Regions from separate parts of the Hordeum vulgare genome. Here region 2 is linked to region 1. Evidence: chromatin contacts called from public Hi-C data. All regions are on one chromosome and are shown on one strand. Each heading gives the region's core, a stretch centred on a gene start, on an enhancer-like site or on the middle of the called end of the contact. The rest is flanking DNA. Distances are from core to core; before and after follow the strand shown. Region 1 holds the start of LOC123443002 (transcription factor GTE8-like). Region 2 holds the start of LOC123443005 (ABC transporter G family member 31).

What was found. Hi-C and Micro-C count contacts between places; a contact is called where the count stands out from the background.
Region 2: a contact with region 1 is called in a Hi-C map of leaf, with 5 times the contacts expected there. The contact joins the promoter of LOC123443005 here to the promoter of LOC123443002 in region 1. A contact is called at or near these places in 2 of 6 Hi-C or Micro-C datasets (leaf and seedling).

What each region holds. Positions count from the first base shown.
Region 1 is chr3H:68,945,961-68,949,548 of MorexV3_pseudomolecules_assembly, reverse strand. LOC123443002 (transcription factor GTE8-like) reads left to right here and starts at 1,357. Exons shown (of 10, transcript XM_045119210.1): 1 at 1,357-1,839; 2 at 2,127-3,375; 3 at 3,468-3,588. The coding sequence starts at 1,810.
Region 2 is chr3H:69,776,064-69,779,654 of MorexV3_pseudomolecules_assembly, reverse strand. It overlaps LOC123443005 (ABC transporter G family member 31), which reads right to left and starts at 1,469. Exons shown (of 24, transcript XM_045119214.1): 1 at 993-1,469; 2 at 398-518; 3 at 41-129. The coding sequence starts at 1,300.

The DNA of each region.
Region 1 (3,588 bases), core at 108-2,607:
CGATCATTTTTTCAAAATCACGAGCATAATCATTTCCCGTCTATTTTTTCAAATCTTGATTTTTTTACAAATACACCAATATTGTTTGAATCCACGAAACTTTTATGATTTCCTAAAAAAAATTGAATTCACATACAATTTATAATTTTGCGAACATTTTTATAATTCACCACTTTGGAAATTTAGATATGCCGAATTAATTTATACTCCCTCCATTTCTAAATATAAGACCTAATAAAAATTACACCATAAACTATATACGGATGCATGTAGACATATTTTATAGTGTAGATTCACTCATTTTGCTCCGTATATAGTGTTCTAGTGAAATCTCAAAAATGTCTTATATTTAAAAACGGGGGAGTAGAAATATGAGAACAAAATGAGAAAAGAAGAAAGAAAAACGAACAAAAATAAAAGAGTCCAACCCCGCACACGCCGGCCTGGCTCATGAAGGGAGGACACTGCGTGAGAAAAGGATTGAAAGGAAAAACTGTACAGGATGGGGATCAAACGCTGGTCACCTACGTAGAACAACAATGCCTTAGTCACTATGGCGGACGAGTGTCTGTGCTCTCTTTTCGTATCATCTCTTTATAATAACAAACCAAACTGCAACTGTGGGAAAATCTGAAACGTTTTTTACTTATGGGTGGCATAGTGGGTAATTTATATCAACTTTAGGGATAGTATTAATGACGAACGACAGAAACACTAATTGCTTTATTATTAAAATAAAGAATAGAAACATGACTAATCATCCATTCACTTTCGTTTAATCTCGTTTTACTCTAATAGTTTTGATGATCCAACGGTAAATAGGAATTTTCCTATCCCGTACGTGGTTTGCTCGCTTCATTTTTGACGAGAAGAAATCCGTCGCTCCACTTCACAAGAGAGAAACACCCAGCAGGCAGACAAAGGAGTCTCAAGACCCACCTGCTTCCACGTGTCACCAGCCTTCACCTCCAAGTCACACCGCTCCCCAAATCCAGCAGGCCGTCACCCGCACCCAGATCCCGCGTGCCGGACAAAAGACGGCTGCTCCCCAAACAGCACGGGACCGAACGAAACCTACCCAACCCCAATGACACGCGGGCCCGGAAACCTCGTCGCCCCACGGTACATCGTCGGACAGCGCGCGATCCTTCTCCAAACCAGAAACCTTCTGGAAGAAAGTCAAAGCGCGCTCCGCTCCACGTCACGCCGGTCCCGGCGGGCCCCGCGCCTACATCTCCCCCTCTGCCCGTCCGATCCCCGCGAACCGACGGCCACGATCCGGCACGCACCGCCCACCGCACCCCGCCTCTCCTATAAATACCCACCTAGAGGGAGCGCCCGTCCCCCGCGCGTCAAGTCGCATCGAATCGTACCGTTTCGCTCCGCTCTTCTCAGCTCCGGTCCACTTCGGGTCTAGACTGGACTCGTGCGCAGGAACCGACTCTACTTTGGGTTCGGGCTCGGTCGCTTCGGCGAGGACAAGGGGTTCGGGCTCGGTCGCTTCGTCGAGGAAAAGGATAAGCAGCCACGGACGCCCACCGCATCGCACCCTGCACCTCCCGTCTCACCCGACGCCGCGGCCGGAGCCCGGAGAATCCACGCCGCGGCCGCTCGCCGTCCCGCTCCCAGGAGGCCCCGTGGCCCGCCCGCACGGTGACCCGGCGGCAGTCCTGCCCACAGTAGGCAGAGGGCGGAGGCGCTAGCCGGCTCACCGTCGAGCCACAGCGGCGGATCTGTCCTCGAGCCACAGCCGCCGAGGGCGTTGACGCCGGGCAGGGGATCACGGGGCGCCCCACGGTCTCGTTCCAGATGCCAACGACCTCAATCTCCAAGCCTAAGGTGAATTAATCCCCTTCCAATCTGAATTTCATTCGTTGACATGTGCATTTGTAGCTTCTGTCTGGATTTAGATCTGACTGATTTCACTAGTAAAAACATAACAAATGATGCTGCCATATCCCGCTTTCAAGCCATGACATAGGCTCGCTTGGCACGGATTGGTCCCAGGGCCAGGTGTAATGTTAGGGTTTTGCTGCACAGCATGTAAATCTCGGTTTGTGTGCTTTCGTTTCAACCGGCAAGAGATTTGAATTTGGTTTCTGAAGCTGTTTGTCGTTATTCTGCAGATCCGCGCCTCGCTGGCGCCTGGTTACATGGGACCAACGGTCCGCATGGAGTCTGGCCCGCAGATTCAGACTAAACGGAGTTATGATGAAATAGCCTACCGTGGCGCGGGTTACGCAGAGACTGTGGGTGAGTCAGGCAGCCCTGTTCGTGTTGGCTCGGAAGATTTCTCTGTGCCAAAACGCAAGTGCATCAGCCTTAATAGTGATGGCTTTGATGTCAAGCGAGAGATCTTTGTCCCGTCTAAGATGTCGTCGTCTGAGCGGCGCTACCTTCGGAAGAGATTCCGGACAGAGCTTGATTCGGTTCGAGAACTCCTCAAGAAGCCAGAGTTTTTGTCCATCATGCCTGTCAGCAAAGCACCTGCGTTCTCATCGTCAGCTGCCCCTAGATCTAAAAAAGTGCAACGGGGAAGCCATGTTGTCCGTGGTGCCAAGGGACGCTTCTTGCCAACAAAACCCCGGCCTGAAACGTCTACAGTGTTGCCTGAAGCTACAATTCTGAAGCAGTGCGAAGCTATCCTTAAGAAGCTGATGACTCAGAAATGTAGTCATATTTTTAATGATCCAGTAGACGTGGAAAAGCTGAACCTTCCAGATTATAATGACATTATCAAGCACCCGATGGACCTTGGGACCATCAAGAAGAAGCTAGATTCTGGTTCCTACGCAAGTCCATATGATTTTGCAGCTGATGTCAGGCTGACCTTTAACAATGCGATAACTTATAATCCTCGAGGGCATGTAGTGCATGATCTGGCCATTCAACTGAATAAAATGTTTGAGTCCAGATGGAGAACAGTTGAGAAGAAGTTAGCTACTGCCGCCACTAAGCCACATGTTGAGGCTGATAGGGCTGACTCAAAGAGGAGGAAGACCCCTCCTGTGGACCGAAGTAACCTATCAATAGACCCTGTCAGGCTAACTGAGATTGTGAAGCCAAAGATGACATCCAAGGAGAGAGAAACCTTTGGAGACTGCTTAACTTCTTTGACCGAGGGCCCAGAAGAATTACCTGGTCACATCATTGATTTGTTACAGCAGTGTATTGACAACAAAGCAGAGCACATTGGGGATGGAGAGATAGAGATTGATATCCATGCACTCAGTGATGAAGTATTATTTGAACTGAAGAGGCATGTTGACGCGTATTTGCAAGAAAGAGATCATCAGCAGACAAAATCTCAGCCTTCTGAGAATGAGGCTGTGAATGTTTCTGGCCTCAGTCACTCGTCCACAAATCCCTGCAGAGGTATTTTATCATGTACCCTTTGAGGTTCTCAATAGAATTAACTTCAACGCCATCAATGCAGTTGTTAGAGATCGTCCTTTTTGTGCACTCAGGTTCTGAGCCTGTTGAGGAAGATGTCGACATTTGTGGCAATGCATCCCCTATATTGATAGAGAAGGATCCACAGATCAGAACTGACAAATGTGGCAGCCCAAGTAGTTCCAGCAGTGACTC
Region 2 (3,591 bases), core at 220-2,719, 830 kb before region 1:
TCGATGAACCAGAAAAGCGCCAGTTAATCTTCAATTGTACCTTGATGGGCGAATGATCCCGTTGATGTTGTCCAATATAGGTAACTTCATTCTCCCCCCTCTGTAGATCCTCAGGTGCCTCAGAAACGCCTTAATTTCACAGAAAATAAAGTAAGAACCTCGACAATAAATTGGTAAAAAAAAATTGAGCAGTTTTTTTTAGCAGCCAATAAATTGGTAATTGCTCTGCTTTCTGTAACTGATTGACGGCAGAACTCCTAGTTACAGCAGAAACCCCAGTTTGATCCACGGTAAAACAAGGTGGTAATTAAATCGTAGTAACAGAAACCCGTGACCGATATTACTTTCACCTACATAGAGAACTGGGATGGAGGGGTGGGGATCACGGGCCAATTACCTCTGTCATGTTGCATATGAAGTTGGGGATGGTTGGCAGCGCCCTGCTGCCGACATGCACGTACGCGTCCACCGTCAGGTCCTCGTACCTCACTTCGATCTTGGGGAACTCTATGTGCACCCTGCATCCCGGAAATGAAGAACAAAAAAAAAAAGAAAAAGGGTTCAGCACAGAGCAGAACCCAACAATTTTTGCGCTGGAAACCAGAACCGATGCAGCTCGATCTAGGTGAGTGGCAAGCCAACAATCGCAAGTCTGGCATGTGGGGCCCACACGTCAGCTGTTCCAGTTATGCGTATCTAGATTTTGTTTTTCCTCCAACAAGTTCGAGCAGAAGGCTGCATGCTTGTGCCACTAGAAGCATGCAGGCGGCATGGAGATGGAGAAACCATTTTCAAGCAGCGGCTGGATGCGCCGGTTGGGCCCGCGTGTCAGCCAACTGTTGCGGCAGCGGGACCCCGTGGTCAGCCGCTAGAAGATTTGCAGAGCGCGCGCGCGCGCAGAGACCGAGGAAGGCACGCTGACGGCCATGGTGCACCGATGCGGGGAGCAAAGAAAATGTAGTACTAGCATGCCCGGCTTTGGCTGTACTCACGCGTCGAAGCGGGCGCGTATGCGGCGGAAGAACTGCTCGGCGTCGCCGGAGTCGGCGAGCAGGCGGTCGACGAGCGCGGTGCGGTCGCCGGAGGAGAGGCCGGCGACGTCGACCTCGCAGAGCGCGTCGTCGCCCTCGACCGGGCCGCCGGCCCCGGGCGGCGCGACTACGGGCGACCTGAGCAGGCCCCTCCTGGCGCGCGCGACGGTGGGGAGGCGCTGCAGCGCGGCCCAGCGCAGCGCCTCCTGCTCGTCCTCCGCCTCCCTCCACGACCCCGACCGCGAGAAGGGCGCCTCCGCCGCCCACATCGCCGCCGGCCCGCCAAAACCCTAGCCGCTGCCCGCTGCTCTCTCCGCCTCGCCGCCGCAGCAGCAGTAAGTAGGAGTAGATAGCAGCAAATGGTGGCGGTGGCAGGGGTGGGTGGTTCGGTGGTAGGGGGATTTATGGAGGGGCGTCCTCGCTCCGAACAGTGGCAATGGAGGGGCTGGCTGGATCCACCGACTCGCCGCATTTATGGCGCGCCGCGCTCTCTCTCCTCGCTGTGCAGTGCGGGTACTACTACTACTCCGCTTGTCTCTCTTTGATCGTTGGGGTTTTTGATCCGGTGGGGCGGAAGATGGGAAAAACGAGAGAGAGAGGTGGGGAGAGGCGAAGCGGACAGCCTGGATTTCGGGTTTACACCGTTCGGTTTGGTCCGTTTGGGCCACCAACTCGTACTGCAGTGACTTACATCAAAGTAGAATACGCAAGTTCGCTTCTAGAAATTTATTTACTAGCCCGTTTAGGGAGTGTTTAAACCTCACTCTTTCACCATTCACCGGCCCATCTACTGCCAGGCCAACCCGCTAAAGGCATCCGACTCCGTTTACGGATTGGGCACCGCTCTGCGCGGGTGCGCCGGCACGAACGATTCGGCCGGTCAACCTAGGGCCGTACGATTTTTAAGCTGCAAACGACGGATAGCCATCGGATATGCCTTCGCGCTTCGTTCTTCTTCTCTATCGTCTTGACAGGGTTGCACATCCGAGCGAGAGGACACTGCAGCGAGCGCCATCAACCCCCGCCCCTACACCCCGGGCTCGCCGGAGCATCTCATCGGCGCTCACCGGAGCATCTCATCGGCGCTCGCCGGAGCAGCTCGTCGGCTTGGCGGTTGCCCGCTGGTGCCCCGTATTGTTCTCATCGGTCGCCGGTCCTCGTCCTCGTCGGTCGCCGCCCTCGCCTCCGGTCGCCATGCGTCCATCGCAGCACCGCCATGCAGCTCCGTCGCCACCGCTCGCCATGCGTCCATCGCAGCACCGCCATGCAGCTCCGTCGCCACCGCTCGCCATGCGTCCATCGCAGCACCGCCATGTAGCTCCGTCGCCACCGCTCGCCATGCGTCCATCGCAGCACCGCCATGCAGCTTCGTCGCCACCGCTCGCCATAGTCAGCTAGCCATTCTTCGTTTGAAGCTTTTCCCGATGCAGGTTGCAGCTTTTTCTATGCCGCTTGAAACTTTTCTTACCGCCGGTTGAAGCTTTTTCTATGCCGGTTGGAGATTTTCTCACCGCCGATTGAAGCTTTTCTCATAGCCAGTTGCAGCTTTTCCTATGCCGCTTGAAACTTTTCTTACCGCCGGTTGAAGCTTTTTCTATGTCGGTTGGAGATTTTCTCACCGCCGATTGAAGCTTTTCTCATCGCCGGTTGAAGCTTTTCCTATGTTGGTTGAAGCTTTTCTTACCGCCGGTTGAAGCTTTTCATATGCATGTTGAAGCTTTTTTTTCATGGCTGAAGCTTTTCCATTGGGGTCTGAAGATTTTCCACCATGCCTGTTGAAGCTTTTTCCGCCACCGGTTGTAACTTTTCCTAGGCCGGTTGAAGCATTTTTCCATGTCCGGTTGAAGCATCGGTGTCCGTCTCTTTTTGATTGTAGCATCCATGGCTGCTGGTTGTAGCATTCATGGATGCTGGTTCCAGCATCACCAGACCCCAGTCCGGCATCACGGGCCGCCCCCCGGTTGCAGTAGCCGCGAGAATCTGGTTGCAACTTCCCATCACATGCCCTAGGGCTCGTCTCGTCCCCCATGGCACGTCGTCGGTTCTACCATGGCGCGTCGTCTTGCAGCACATCCCTGCGCAGGAGAGAGAAGAAAAGAACGAGAGAAAGAAGAGAACGGGTGAAGAAGATGCTCGCGAAAGAAAGAAAAGGGGAAAAAACGGTTCGTGGTGGACCCAGATGACGCGAGACACATGATTGAACACGATCGAACGCACGACGCGCGTCTGGCCGAAGACTCGGCCGGACTGCCGGCTATAAACGTTTCCCTTACCGATTTGGCCATGGGAACTGAAGGAAAAAAATGCTACCATCGTCAAGGAGATAAAGCAACGAGCTCTTGCTTTTAATCCTTGCTCCTTTGCTCAAGTAGGAAGATGCTCCAACCATGAAGCACATTTTTTTATGAAAATAGAGTTTTATTCCAAGTTGATAGAGTTACAGTCGACATGCAAAAGATCCTTGATACATAGACAGAATGGCCCCCACGTCGCTCCCTCCCCAAGGGCAACACGGGCGGCGCCACCCCATCTCCGGCCAACCTCCCCCTCCTCTCCACCC